3 separate regions of the Mus musculus genome follow, and regions 1 and 3 are each linked to region 2. Evidence: chromatin contacts called from public HiChIP or PLAC-seq data. All regions are on one chromosome and are shown on one strand. Each heading gives the region's core, a stretch centred on a gene start, on an enhancer-like site or on the middle of the called end of the contact. The rest is flanking DNA. Distances are from core to core; before and after follow the strand shown.

Region 1 (5,071 bases), core at 2,190-4,689, 220 kb after region 2:
TTGGTGACACTCAGGCACCTGAGGCACGAGCCACACTTGGAGCAGGAAAAGAAGGGTTCAGACGAGCGCCCAGAACGGAAAGATGTAAATATAAAGCAAATATAAAGCAGCCATCTATGTGAGAAGCAAGGGGTTCTTGAGAGCCACTCAGTGCTCTCCAGGTGTGGCGCTAGTGTTTGACCTCTCAGGACATCTGATTGGACACTTGTGAGCCAGCTATTTTCTGGGCTTCTGCTTCCAATCTCGTTACACACTGCTACTTCTTATCTCTTACTCAAAAGTAGACGAATCAGAGTAATTCTGATGGATAAAGGAGCTTAGAAAATATGTGTGAAAATGAGCCCTCAGAAATACAGCTAATAATAATTTACTCTTGTCATAACAGACTTAAAGGTTTTGAAAGGGTGCTATTGTACCTCTCAAAAATTCTTATCCACCACAGAAGTCGATTATCTGACTTACTTAATTAAAATTGAAGTGAAAATCTACTTTCTATAGAAACATGACATTCGTGAACTACCATGGCATTCACCTCCAATCTGTGAGAAATCTCTGCGAGTTTGGTTATTGCAGGCTCCTTGTAAACAAATTCCTGTTCATCCAAATCCCCGAACTTGGTTCCATAAAAACCAACACGGAAATAGGTGCCAAACATCCGCTTACCATCCTAGGTTTAGGAAAATGAGAAAATTTAATACAAAGACTTTTTGTTTTCTTATATTATGCTTAGATTGATATATTATAAAATTTCCAAAACACTGCAAAAAATTAGCTCAAAATTGTATTTATTTTTAAATAAGGGTAAAAACAAATAAAATGGTCTTTTTTCATTATTCCTAACAAGAATTATGCAAATTACATTTCTTATCAAATGAAACAAAATGGTCTTTGTTTTTAAATCCATACAGTTGGGCTATATTAACTTATTTTCCTTATTGAACCAAAAGGTCTTAATATAAAAGTTAATTAAAACACATCACTAATACATTTTCAAGGCAACACAATCCTTCTCTTAGTCTCTTTGAGTATATTAAAAAGAGACCATGGACACTAAGAGCCAAGGATAGCATCTGGCATAGAGTACAAAATCAGCAAACCATCAAGACCCTTCAGAAGTACTAATGTAAAAATTCTTTAATCAATATCATTGTTAAAAACAATATTTGTATGTAGAACAGTATAAATGAAATAGAAAGGAAAAATCTGGGTGCAATAATAACACTTTGAGATGAGTTGTATTTTAAAGATTGCCAAAAGTACCCACCAAACTCCCCAATGCTCTGTCTACCTGTCTGAATTACTATCCTGCATTTCATGGTCTTTTCAGTGATATCCTCTATGACCACCCAGAAACACATAATCCTGTGATGTGACTTAACATTAACCACACAGCACATACAAGGACAGAAAATCATTCTACCTCTCACACAAGGTCAGTGAGAACCAATCCTTTCAGTAAGGACAACATCTGGGCACTTCCCATGCAGTCTGGAGACTGCAGACCCAAAGCGGTTTCAGAAGGATTCTGCACTGACTCACATGCAAACCACAAACACATGACGTTCTTCTCAATGCTCTGTAAGCCTACATCGCTTTATATTTATTTTTGCTATATAGAAAAGACCAGGTGGCATAAACATTTAAAGAGCGAACAATAAATGTTATAGGTAATTAAGCAAAATGAGAAACTTTGATCCTTAATTTATCAGTTTTATAATACCAAAGCAAAAAAAAGAAAGATAACCCCATATTCTCATCCACAATAAGAAAAATATCTTTGGAGCTAAAAATAAAAATTTCTAACTTAAAAACATTTTTTCATTTTAAAATATAACATAAATATTAACTGATCCTTACAGTAAATGCAATCTCTGGGTGAATTAAATAAATTTCACAACAATTTTTATTGGACCCAGCAGTCGGCAACAATATTACTTTGACAATCACGGCAAGAAGGCACTGCATGGAACACAAGCGAAAGCCCTAAGATGACTGCTTACAGATCTGTGATTGTTAGCTTTCAAACTATGTTTCACACACGAAAAACTGTCCTTCTGAAAACCAAAAATATTAGAATATTATACTCTAGCTGTATGGCTTCAGAGGCTTCCAGGTTAAAATATTATTTTCAATCCTTAATATTTAAAGACAGTAATTAGGATTCACTTCCCTTAGCTAAACTTTCCAACTCTCAATCATGGTATAATACTAACTTTCTTCAATTTTATTGGTCTTTCCAGAGACACCCCATAATGCGTATGATCCCAAAACCCACACAATCTTGTGATGTGCCCTAACTGGGAAGGTCCTATGGCTCATTGCCTAAATCTGACTAAAACTTAACTACCTCTTTAAACATACTTTTTGTATTGATATTGTTATTTTAGCTATATCTTCACTGACAGAATAAAAATAAGACTTCCTCCTCAAAAGAATAAAATATGAAATCAAATGTTACAATTTAAATTAGTACATACTGTAATGAGTACTATCAAGAACAGAAGATTAATTTTGTTGGAGCCAAATCACAGTTAGGGTTCTAGCCATCCACGGGGCTCAACATTAAAAAGGGGGGGCAGGTGGACAGAGGAAAAAGGAGGGGCCTCTCCAGTAGATACAGGAGGAAAAAAAGTTAGCTCCAATCCTAAAAGGGAACATATGTGAAGGAAATCATCCAACCATCCATCCAAGTATTGATGGAATACCTAAGATACATCAGGCATATGTATACATCACATATGACTTGACCAGCGAGAAACAGAGAGAGGTCTCATCAAGCAAGTGACAGATGAGGAAAGAGCTAGAAAGCTATTTACATTGATTTCTGGGGAAATATACTCCAGCCAGATGGAGAGCCAGTGCAGAGGCCCTGAGACAAGAGCTGACCTGAGGGATTTGAGGAACAGAATGGAGAACAGAGTGGGTGGAGCAGAGAAAAATCAATAGAAACACAGGAGACAAGAGCAACAGAAAAATGGCAAGGAGTCCTTGGATGGTGCGTGTGCACACGGGTGTGCTGTAGAGGGTGGGCACACACCAAGAGCGGCTCATAGTCTGAGTAATGGTGTTTTGGTTTAGATTTCTCCACTGCTCACCTACAGGCCGGTACCCACTTTTTAAAGCACAATCATGTAGCTTCACTTGCAGCAAAAACAATTCCTTCCACTTCATTTTCTTTTGTTTTGATACCTGCTTTGGTTTTGAATAACTTTCCTGTAAGTTAGCATTATTTCCTTTACTGTTTAGAATTCATTCTGAATTTCACACCACTCCCACACTAGATATAGCTTATTCTTCATAAGTGGTTTTACTCATGTTTTCCTTAGCTCTGTAGGTTAAGATGAGACTAGGCACCAGCAAAGCAAACTACATTCCACACCAGCCACATTTACATGTGTCTAGCTTTGTTCTCTTTGCTAAGGAAGGGCCCTGTTGGGCTGGAGCACTTGCCCCAGGACACTTGGCTGTTTCCTACACTGCCTGACTTCCACACAGGCGTGCCAGCATTGGACACATTGCTCATCTCCTTTTCCTTCCGTTAGGCCTATTCTTTCTAAACACTTTCAGCCAGATTCTTCTGGCCGAGATTTCTACTTGGGAACATATTAAATGGAACAACTCATTAACTGATTTCTTTGAGGGGTTGATCCAGTGCCTTCCATGCCCTGGCAAGCACTCTAGCAATGGATGGCACCTCATTTCTTTTTCCTTTTCCTTTTCTATGTTGAGATAAGACTTCGATAAAATTTCCAGATTGGCCTTGAACTAGTAATCCTTTTGCCCCCTCCTCTGGAATGGGTGGGGTTATAGGGTGTGCCACTGTACATGACCTTTTTGCTTAAATTTTATGTTGATTTCAACAGGAGCTAGGGATAGCTCAGTACTCCAGTATTTGTCTAGACATGTCTATGGGTCTGATCCCCATTATATCAGCATCATCAACAAAACCAACAGATTTCACGTGAGAGTAATGGTAATGTCAATCGTATAAACACAGCAGCAACACAAGCGATCTCCAACACGCCTGAGCACTGGCTGTGCTAGCAACACTTTATATGTATTATATTAACTTTCTTTTCTTTTTAGTTTTTTAGCCTATGCTGCTGGCCTTGAACTCCCAATCATCCTGCTTCAGTCTACAGATAGCTGAACCTACAGACATGCAGCAGCATGCCCAGCCTACATGTATTACGTTAATATATTTGGCAGAATTCTGTGACTGACACCACTTTTTTGATCCTCATCTTATAGATGAAACAAAACAAAATAAAACAAAATTTAAAAAACCCAATTTCTGGCATTTTTATGTGACACCCAAATCAAAACTTTACTTCAGCTACATCTTTCCCACCGTCCACTCACAAATAGAAACCTAGGCCTCAAGAATGGCCTCTGTGTTGTCTTCACTTCTCTGGTGTTTTTCTTAAGATTTCCTGTGAAGCTCTGTAAGTAATTCAACTTATTTTTAACTTATTTTTTTTGTTTTGTTCCAGTTTTAAAGCAGGGTTTCATGGAGTCCCTATATAGCCAAGACTGGCCTTGAACCCTTGATCTTCCAGCCTCAGCCTCCTGAGTCCTATGATTAAAAGCATCTGCCACCATGCCTGCTGAGTTGGATTACTTCTCCTTCTCTGTTTGCTTTATCTCTATATTGCAGTGCCATCCTTTACCATAACTTCTGTATTTTGCAGATCTTTCTTGCATAAGCCAATGTAAAAATCAAGTGGTAGCTTAACAGACATCCTCATCTCAGATTCAGCCTAACCAGTTTCTAATCTGAAGTTCAATTCTAGTCATTATATAGCTCCATCCCCAGAAAAAATGTCATATCCAGTATCACCTACAGTTTTCTAACCACAGAGCCAGCAGATGAGGCAAACCAAAACAGTATAGCAAGGTCCTACTAGATCCACCTTCCAGTCTGCCACCAGGAAGACATCAACTCTACAAAGCACTTCTGAGGATGCACAGATCTTCCCTCTGAATGGTCCTGCAGCCAGCACACCTATTGTCTTGTTCCAGAGTTAAAGGCCCACAAGTGCTTTCTACCCATTCTCTCTCTCTTCCTGTA
Region 2 (5,017 bases), core at 652-3,151:
TGTAGCTGTCTTCAGATGCACCAGAAGAGGGCATCAGATCTCATTACAGGGAGTAGTGAGCCACCATGTAGTTGCTGGGATTTAAACTCAGGACCTTTGGAAGAGCAGTCAGTGCTCTTGCCTGTTGAGCCATCCCACCAGGCCTCAGCACCAACCTTCTTTTTTTGTTTGTTTGTTTTGTTTTGTTTTGAAGACAGGGTTTCTCTGTGTAGGGTTTCTCTGGCTGTCCTGGAACTCACTCTGTAGACCAGGCTGGCCTCGAACTCAGAAATCCACCTGCCTCTGCCTCCCAAGTGCTGGGATTAAAGGCGTGCAACACCACTGTCTGGCTAGCACCAACCTTCTTAATCCTGCAGAAAACATGGCACACATTTAGCAGGACCATCTGGTCTGCCGTAGCAGGAGGGGTAGACTCCCTTATTTCTTCATTTGACAAGAGGCTGTAGCACATGCCAGTCATAATCCTGGGTACCCGTGAAGTGAAGGAAGCTGTGAGTGAGAAAGAAAGTCCTGCCCGTTTGGAATTACGTTCCAGGAGGAAGTGGGGAATGGGAAGACATGAAAAGGGAATGCAGCAATTGAACACATTTGGCTCCTGATCATTGGGAATTAGGAACCGGGTGAATGAAACAAAGCCTAGGGTGCAGCCTCAATCCCAGCTCGTGGTTGGCTAAAACGGCCTGGAGTCTGAGGTCAATCTCAGCTACACAGGAAGTGTAAGGAGAGCTTGGGCTGAGTAGCAAGGCATTATCTCCACTAGGTGGGGGTAAGGAGGACAGAGGACTATCAAAGAGCTTTGTGGTTGGAGACAGTGTGTCTTCTTTAGGACAGTTAAAAGTTCACTTATGGGCTGGAGAGATGACTCAGCGGTTAAGAGCACTGCCTGCTCTTCCAGAGTTTCTAAGTTCAAATCCCAGCAACCACATGGTGGCTCACAAAAATCTGTAATGAGATCAGATGCCCTCTTCTGGTGTGTGTCTGAACACAGCTATGGTGTACTTGAAAGAAAGAAAGAAAGAAAGAAAGAAAGAAAGAAAGAAAGAAAGAAAGAAAGAAAGAAAGAAAGAAAGAAAGAAAGAAAGATAGTTCACTTACACGAACTTTAAATGAGGCCACTTAAAGATCTTTGGTTTTGTTTTTAAAGAGAAGTCTCACTACAATGCCCAAAGGAACCCCAGTTGCTATGCACAAAGGGGTACTCCTGCCTTCAGGGTAGCTGGAGGTCTATAGGTGCTGCCACCATCCCCGGAGGAGTTAATCTTTGACCTGAGACCTAGGGATGGAACAAAGTCAGCTTTGAAAGAAGTGCGAAAGTACGGATTGGTGGTGCAATTCAGTTGGAAAACCTTGCAAACACAAGGTTTGTCCCTAGCACAATCCCCTCGCCCCTCCTCGAGCCCGCCCCCCCCCCCCAACTCGGCTCACTCCACTATCTAGGGAGGTGGAGGCCAAAAGATAAGGAGTTTGGAGTTAGCTACATGTAGAATTACAAGTTGAGAAGATTTTTCTCAAAACAAGACCTGGGAAAAGAAGTTACATAGAGAAAGCTAGTGCAAAGGCCCTGGAGAGTGAGAAAGGTTCTGAGAGGTGTCGGAAGGTCGGCTACATCATCAACTGGCTTCAAGAAAGGCGTGACACCGAGGTTCTGTCCCTGAAGTCAGGACAGGGGTGCTGGCTAGCGTGAGGCCAGAGAGCAGCGTTTGGGCGATTTTTATTTTATTTCATTTTTTGATTTGCGCCCTAACTGGCTCCTAGCGAGTATGGCTTCTGGGCGTGGGCCACCACGCCTTGCGGGCTCAGGCCCCCACTGAGTTTTGGGAGGGGGCTAAGGAAGCGGGTGGCGAGGGGGTTGGGCCTAGAAACCTGCAAACTTCGCCTAGGGAAGGGAGGAGTCTGCATGAGACCCAGCGAGTCTCTCCTGCGGTCAGACGCCCAGCCCTGCTTTTGTCAGCGTGTGTGACCTCAGGGCTGCACCTCGTGGCTCTCAGGTAAGGCTGCTCAGGGTTAAGCCCCAGATGTCCCCGTGTTTCTCACCCTGCTCTGCCTGGCCGGCCCTGGGGTGGGCAGTGAGAATTGCTCCTGCACCCGGAGAGTGCCGTGACAGTGGGGGACAATGAGACAGCGGGGCGGCAGCTGCGCGAAGGCGGAGGTGAGCTAGAGCGGCTGCTAAGAGCCTGGGGGACCCCGGCTTTCAGCCCCTTCCCAGCCTCCACCCTCAAACGCTTTCCTCTGTCTTTGACTGGGAAGGAGTTTCCATCAGTTTCTTAACAAAGTTTGCTAGAAAACCGGGCATTAAAGGTGTCTGTTGAATCCTGACACACAGGGCAGAAGCCACCGTCCTCGGGCCCTCTCTTTGCCACCTTGAATTTGGATCCGGGGTGTTCGATCCCTTTTTGCCGCCTTCTCCTTACGCCCACCCCAGTGTCCTTGTTGATAACTTGCAGATACTATTTAAGCACATTTGAGAACGTTTACTGGTCATAGGCGTGTGGGTTTCTACGTAAGTCATAACTTGACTTCTGGGCTACGCACTTAATTCCAGGCGCTGTGAAACGCGTGGACAGACCAATCCCGACCTGAGGAGAGCTGGTTCCTTCCTGGGGAAGGCGCAGATTTGGGTAAGCTGCAGAGTGTGCTCGCAGGGCACGGAGAAGGTCCCTCTGGAATGTGACAAGTGTCTTGGATTGAAGTGAGAGTGGGTGTTGCGTGTAATTTAGGGAGGGTTCTTAACCTAGTGTCGGGATGTTTGAGAGCGTTGACCCCCCCCCCCCTAGAATCGTTTAAATCCCCGAGTTTGAAGCATAAAATGAGTCGGGCCTTGAACCTAGTGCTAGGAGACCGAGGTAGGTGCATCACTTGAGTTCGATGCCAGCCTGTACTACATACTGAAGTCCAGGACAGCAAGGGCCATATAGAGACCCCGACTCAAGTAGACAGGTAAATAAAAAAATAAGCACAAACATAGGTCCTTTGAGGTCTGAGGCAAAAAGGCACCATTGAATGCTCTCTTGAACTGTTTTAGTGAAACCCTGTCTCAAAACGTTGAACAAGTATGTGAGCTTTTTTTTCTCTTCCCATCCAATATCCTATATAGTCTGATGCTTATCCCTAAGCTTTCTGGTAAGGTGCATAACTGAGCCAACTGCTGAGACCACATTCCACCGCAGCTTGATTTGCATTTTAAATAGTTTAGTGGCGGGGTGCTTCCTCGTCGTCTCTACCTTTGGAAACAGCGGATATTTTAGCAGTGCGCCACCAACTCACGCCTGGGGGGTGGGGGTGGGGGGAAGGACGTGACTTCCTGACTCTGGGAGAAGGAGGAGTGCCTTCTTGGATTTGCATTTCCTTGGCCTTTGCCTAGCTCCTCTTGTCAATTGTCTGTCCTCTTTTCAAATGTTTATTATCTCACTGCATTTTCAAATTAGCAACGAGTTCTTTATTTTTTGAGTCCCCTCCCTCAGGATTGTGGATTCTCTCCCTCTTCCCGCCTTAGTGGTTTAGGCTCTATGTAGCGCAGACGGGTGGCGCTCTGCATAGCTTGTGCCCAGGATCTAACCTGCAGTACAGAAGGATTTAAAAAAAAACAATCTCTCATCTTGTATCTGATTTGGTTTGATAATGTGCTTTTGGGAGAATCTCAGAGTCCAAGCTGTCCTCCTAGTCATGTGACGGAGGCTGACACCTCAGCTCCACCTCCTAAGTGGTGGAATTAAAGAGGAAAAAATAAGATAGTTTACTATGGAGCCATTTTGATTGTCTGAGTTTCAGGCACACAGATGTAGGTTACCACAAATTCCATATTCCATCATGGAAGCAGTTTGTTCCATAAAGTTTTATAATCTTACAGAACAAATTTAAAGTACATTGGGTGTGGCGGGTAGACAGGTCCGGAGAGTCTGGGCAAGCATTTCTGCAGTACCAAGATGCTATCTGTCATTTCTTATGAGTTCGTGGATGGATGCTCTGTGTAGTGGTGTGCTAGATTAATAGGTTCTAAAAGGTTCTTATCTGTTGGTCACAAGACACAGGGACTGTCCTGGAACGGTGTCCTCCGAGCTAGAACTAGCCCAAGATAAGATAATGAACCTCTGGACCTGCAGCATTCCAGTGTATTGGGTATTGCAGGCTGATCTGACAATTAGCCTCTGCAGGCACCAGTCTTCCAGGAACTCATGTGTACCCGGTGCAGAAAAATGGCCTCGATTTTGTTTGTTTGCTTGTGCTTCTTTTTCAACTTCAGTACTATTGCCTATTCTTTTGTAGCTTCCCCACATATATAGACTCTATAGGTGCTGGAAATGTGATATTTTTTGTTTAACAATGCAAAAGTTACAGACTTGTTTTTGCTATGCTGGAGATCTGAACCTAGGGCCTTGAGAATGCTAGGTATGTGTTCTTTTTGTTTGTTTTCAGACAGGGTTTCTCTGTTGTAGACCTGGCTGTCCCGGAACTTATTCTGTTGACCAGGCTGGCTTTGAACTCCGAGATCCACCTGTCTCTACTTCCCCAGTGCTAGGAATAAAGTACAGTGCCATCTTTTTTTTTTTTAATTTATGTATTTACATTATAAATGCTGTCCCCTCACATTGTTCCTCCCCTTCCCCCCCCCCCCCCCCCCCCATCCTTGTGCATCAAGTCTGCAGGGTTAGCTTCTCCCACTGAGGCCAGACAAGGCAGCACTCACATTCTTTCTTTTTTTTTTTTTTTTAAGATATATTTATTTTGGGGATTGGAGAGATGGCTTAGCAGTTAAGAGCACTGACTGCTCTTTCAGAGGTCCTGAGTTCAAATCCCAGCAACCACATGGTGGCTCACAACCATCTGCAATGAGATCTGATGCCCTCTTCTGGTGTGTCTGAAGACAGCTACAGTGTACTTACATAGAATAATATATACATAAATAAATATATTTTTTAAAAGACATTTATTTTATGTATGTGAGTACATTGTTGCTCACATTCATAAAGTTTTCTTAGTTATAGCCAAACCCCTTTCTAAGCTCAGGGCTGGTGGCCTG
Region 3 (4,620 bases), core at 372-2,871, 140 kb after region 2:
CCTTTTTTGGAAAGCTTCACTCATACTCAACATATGTTTAAAGGTATATTAGAAAGACTTTTGCCGGGCTGGTGAGATGGCTCAGTGGGTAAGAGCACCTGACTGCTCTTCCTTCCTGCCTTCCTTTCTTGGAAAAAAGAATTCAGGTTAGCTTGGAGGTGGCAAGGTCAGAGGTGACCTTGGTCCTTCACTGATTTGTGTTGTTTCAAACCGAGGGCAAATGGCTGAGGTGTCTATTTAACTTATCAAAGCAGATCTGGCCTTGAGGTTTTCCAGCATTCCTCAGTCCCTACCTGCAGTTAGGTTATTTGTTTGTTGGTGAAATGAGCCAATTCAAACAAGGTTAGACTATAGTAAAGGTGGTAGAGTTCACTGGCCCCAAGGAAGGAAGCCAGGGAAGTCACCATGGGTAGGTCAGGTGGGGGTGGGGGTTAGAGAAAGGGCACGGGCACTAGTGTACAAAGAGAAGGGGAGGGGGGAGGGGGAGGGGCAGGGGAGGGGGAGGGGGGAGGAGGAGGAGGAGGAGGAGGAGGAGGAGGAGGAGGAGGAGGAGGAGGAGGAGGAGGAGGAGGAGGAGGAGAGAGCAAAATAAAACGTCTGGATTATATAGGGAGGAGCCTCTACAGGAAGGGCCGCTCAGCCCCTGGGCTGGAAAATGGGTTTGCCAGGTATGGACTGAGGGATGCTGAAAGGATCTGGTGGCCAAGCCTGCTTTGACATGTAAAATGTGCACCTCAGTCCCTTGTCCCAGGGTCTCAAACCAACAACCACCCTCTACCCTAAACTCTCCAGCCCAGGGACTGGGCTGCGTTTCCCCTAGAGACTCATACAAAGCAGACATTTTGGTTGCCTACCCCTTTGTGTACCCTTTGCCTCCTGGATGCTGCACCTGGTTCCCCTGTCTTCCCTCTCCCTTCCTTTCCCCCAGCTCCCACATGGCCCACCTCCGTCTGGTCATATCCACTCTGGACTCTCCCAGATGTCCCTGCCTCCCTTTTATCTACTCTCCTCTTTATCTATAATAGACTTTCTCCTCCACCATACCTAGGAGCAGTCATGTCCTTTCCTTTCCTTTTACATTTTTTTTCGTTCAATATTTTGAACTTTTTAAAATTAGTGGACCAAATAAACACTAGAGAGCCATTTCCCCTACAACTATCATATGACTAGACTGTTGTCTGACAGGATGAGGGGGCCATGGAGGACCACACTGTCAAACTTGAAACTCAAAAAAAAAAAAAAAAAAAAAAAAAAAAGCTCAGGGGCTGGTGAGATGGCTCAGCAGGTAAGAGCACCCGACTGTTCTTCCGAAGGTCCAGAGTTCAAATCCCAGCAACCACATGGTGGCTCACAACCATCCGTAATGAGATCTGACTCCCCCTTCTGGAGTGTCTGAAGACAGCTACAGTGTACTTACATATAATAATAAATAAATAAAAAAAAAAAAAAAAAAAAAAAGCTCTCCTCCTCTTCATTTACAACCCAGGCTGTCTTCGCATTTCAGTCTGAACCCAGAAGGAAGGTTCTGGGCTCTGGGCCAGCAGCATCTTTCTCTTTTCAGGACTGGCTTTTCTTCCTATTTCTTTATAGACTGCAGAAGAGCAGAAAAATCTGCAACACATTATGCACCTTTGACGGAAATAAAATACAAGTGGACTAGGTCAATTTCCCACGGATACCAGAGCCAGACCCTCATTTTATTTTCAGAAACATGGGGGGTGTTTGGCTACATACCCAACCCACGATTGAGAGACCAGGGTATACTGCGCACGCGCTGTACCTCTCCTGTGCTTCCTCGCCCTGTTTCTAATGCCCTGCCCCACAGTGGAATTCCAGGGCCACAGCCTAGGTCTCGTTGGAGCTTTTCAAAGGTCCCTTCTTCGCAAAGCCCTGAAATTCCTGACATGTACTAAATGGGGTTTGGGGTGGGGAGATCCATCATGGTAAGTAACTTAGAGAAGAAAAAAAAAAAAAAGACTTGCAATGAAACAAGCGTTTTCTGACCAGGAAGAATAACAGAGACAAACAGAGCCCCAGATGGTTTTATTTGCTGAGCTGTGTGTCTGTTCCGCACAGTTTCCTGAGCTCCACGCTCTTTTTGTTAATTTGCATTTGAACCAAACCGGATTTTTATACAAGAGCCAAGACCCAGGGTGAGGAAGTTGCAGTAATAAAAATAAGTTAGGTGTTATGTAATGTGTGTAAACCATATATATATATATGTATGTGTGTGTGTGTGTGTGTGTGTGTGTGTGTGTGTGTGTGTGTATGTGTATGTGTATGTGTATGTGTATGTGTATGTGTATGTGTATGTGTATGTGTATGTGTATGTGTATGTGTATGTGTATGTGTATGTGTATGTAGTGTCTCACTATTTAGCCCTGGCTGGCTGGCCTGGAACTCACCATGTTGTCCAGGTTGGACTTAAACACAGTGATCCCCAGCTGCCTCTGCCTCCTAAGAGCTGGGATTGAAGTTTTGCATGTGCACCTGGCCACCTGTGACTCTTCTTGATAGGAACTTTTATTAAAGCCCTAGGAAGCAGCGACTAATTTTCTTCCTTTTTCAGCAGAGAGAGCCCCAGAATCTTAAGAAGTAACAACCCTCACCCACCGACAGATTGGTGACTCTCACACTTGTGCCTGTAATCCTGTGACAAACCTTATTTACTTGGTTACCTGCTTAATTTAATTAAGGATTTACTTTAAAGTTATAAGAAATGTTTTGTCGTGGCTGCCGGGTATGTCATGAAAGGGAGCAGGCTGCTGCATGAAGTTCTGCACGCTAAGCACTATATAACTACTGGGGAGGCAGCTGTAGTTTATAGAACAGACGGTCGGACACTGGCTCCATGGCCAGCTACCTTGGATGAGCACAGGCTTGAATGTTTCTATGAGCTCCTATCTATTTGACTCTGGGTTGGTGGTTTGGGGGTGACTGAAAGACCCCCGTTACAGGGAGACCCTCGCTCAAGTCCCGGGATGAGCCGAAGCCCCAATAACTCAAGAGAAACCATACTTGATGCAATATTGCGTGAGGTTTATTCGGGAATCAGCATGCTGAGGCCAAGCTTGTAACCCGACCAGGGGCAGAGGAGATTGACTCCCAGCAGCTGCAGTTGAGGTTTTTAAAGAATAAACCGAAAAGTGAGGGGAGGATAAGACCACAAAGAATGGGGAAGTTGAGTAAACATTGTAAAAATGGGGATGATGAATTACAGCTCATCTTTCACAGAAAGGTTACAGGCTGCCTTTGGTAAACATTCTTGTTCCCTTACACCATGGATCAGGTGCCTGGGTAGGGTCACCCAATGGTCATCATTCTCTCAGGCTGAAGGCGAAAGAACAAAGAACTCCATGCTGGGCTTTGTTTCTAGGGGTCTAAGAAACACATTGAGTTGGGGGTCTTACATGACCAAGAAACCAAAAGGGTGCAATCCTGTTGCAGTAACTGCTATGTCAGTGGCTATTAGAGTGGGTATGGCGACACATTTGTGAATCTTTGTCAAGAAGGCCACTTTTCTCAGTGTTCCTCTAAATGCAGATGTGCCCAAGAGCAAGGTCTCTGAGCACCTTCTCTACCTCCATTCATCACAAGGGGGGTGTGTGGCAAAGACTCAAGGAGCAAACACCATCCAGTTCTACCATTAGCTCCATTCTCTCCTCTGGCTCCAGACTCCACACCCATGGAGCATGAAGCTTACAGGACTGAAGGCACCAAGATGGAACGCTGGCTTTCTTCCTCTCATCTGCTCTCCTTCTGTGTCCTTTCTTCCCATGACTGGAAGCTTCCGAATTTCCTCCACAAAGTTCTCATCTTTTCTCTTTCATCTTGTAAAAGACACTACCACTCACCCAACTAGCACAACTCCAAAGCCTACAAGTCATGCCTAACCCCTTCTCTTGGGGGGTAGGGCGGCCACTCGTCACTCTGGTATCAATTGTGGCATTGAGCACTTGTCCTTGCATCAATTGTGGCATTGAGCACTTGTCCTTGCTGTGATCTCCTTCCCCATTGCCATCTGCTGATTTGTGTGTGTGTGTGTGTATCACAAGTTTGGTGTCTTTAAGGTTTTTGTTCGTTTGTTTGTTTGAGAATTTCATACGTGCATACAGTGAAACATGATCATATCTACTCCCCATTTCCCCCCTCCAACTCCCCCATATTCCAATGAAACACCCCTCCCCCTCCCTACTTCCTCCCTCCCTCTCTTCCTCTCTTGCACCCCCCATCCTTCCCTCTTTCCATCCCGTCCTTTCTTATCTTCTAAATCCATATAGTGCTGCCCATATGCACATCAGCATGGGACTGCTGCACAGAAAACTTACCTGTGAACATTGCTCAAAAGAAGAATGACTCTCGTAAATGAAGAAAATATGTAAGAAGAAGAAGAAGAAGAAGAAGAAGAAGAAGAAGAAGAAGAAGAAGAAGGAAGAAAGAAGAAGAAGGAGGAGGAGGAGGAGGAGGAGGAGGAGGAGGAGGAGGAGGAGGACTCTCTCTCCCTCACCAACTACCATTGTCAAAAACTCCAGTAAAGGGTTGAAGCCTAGAGATCAGCTCACCTCCTGCATCTCTGCCGGGGGTCTTGGCTTGATCTTGTGGTCTTATGCTGTGAGTTCA

Evidence for each region. HiChIP or PLAC-seq counts read pairs in DNA pulled down with a chosen protein or histone mark.
Region 1: a contact with region 2 is called in an H3K4me3 HiChIP or PLAC-seq map of embryonic stem cells, with 26 read pairs. The contact joins the enhancer-like site here to the promoter of L1td1 in region 2. A contact is called at or near these places in 8 of 115 datasets of contacts at active chromatin or transcription factors (embryonic stem cells, epiblast stem cells, neural tube and 1 more) and 3 of 9 other capture datasets (adipose tissue, embryonic stem cells and pancreatic islet).
Region 3: an H3K27ac HiChIP or PLAC-seq map of embryonic stem cells shows a contact between it and region 2, with 17 read pairs. The contact joins the enhancer-like site here to the promoter of L1td1 in region 2. A contact is called at or near these places in 15 of 39 promoter capture datasets (the 3T3-L1 cell line, the C10 cell line, the HPC-7 cell line and 8 more), 1 of 15 datasets of contacts at CTCF or cohesin (embryonic stem cells), 11 of 484 Hi-C or Micro-C datasets (cerebellar granule neurons, embryonic fibroblasts, embryonic stem cells and 5 more), 23 of 115 datasets of contacts at active chromatin or transcription factors (a beta-TC-6 cell line, craniofacial prominence, differentiating embryonic stem cells and 9 more) and 2 of 9 other capture datasets (adipose tissue and pancreatic islet).

What each region holds. Positions count from the first base shown.
Region 1 is chr4:98,946,097-98,951,167 of GRCm38.p6, forward strand. Dock7 (dedicator of cytokinesis 7) reads right to left here. Exons shown (of 50, transcript NM_001369286.1): 44 at 533-658. Among named protein-coding and RNA genes, the nearest start is that of Usp1, 25 kb to the left of the region's middle. Within about 2 kb of position 3,440, at least 17 of the 459 cell types and tissues checked have an H3K27ac peak or open chromatin away from gene starts, as enhancers often do. A contact at or near this core is called in embryonic stem cells, where this site is marked.
Region 2 is chr4:98,724,853-98,729,869 of GRCm38.p6, forward strand. L1td1 (LINE-1 type transposase domain containing 1) reads left to right here and starts at 1,902. Exons shown (of 5, transcript NM_001081202.1): 1 at 1,902-1,988; 2 at 2,543-2,618.
Region 3 is chr4:98,864,015-98,868,634 of GRCm38.p6, forward strand. No RefSeq gene overlaps it. Among named protein-coding and RNA genes, the nearest start is that of I0C0044D17Rik, 42 kb to the left of the region's middle. Within about 2 kb of position 1,622, at least 21 of the 459 cell types and tissues checked have an H3K27ac peak or open chromatin away from gene starts, as enhancers often do. A contact at or near this core is called in differentiating embryonic stem cells, embryonic stem cells and neural progenitor cells, where this site is marked.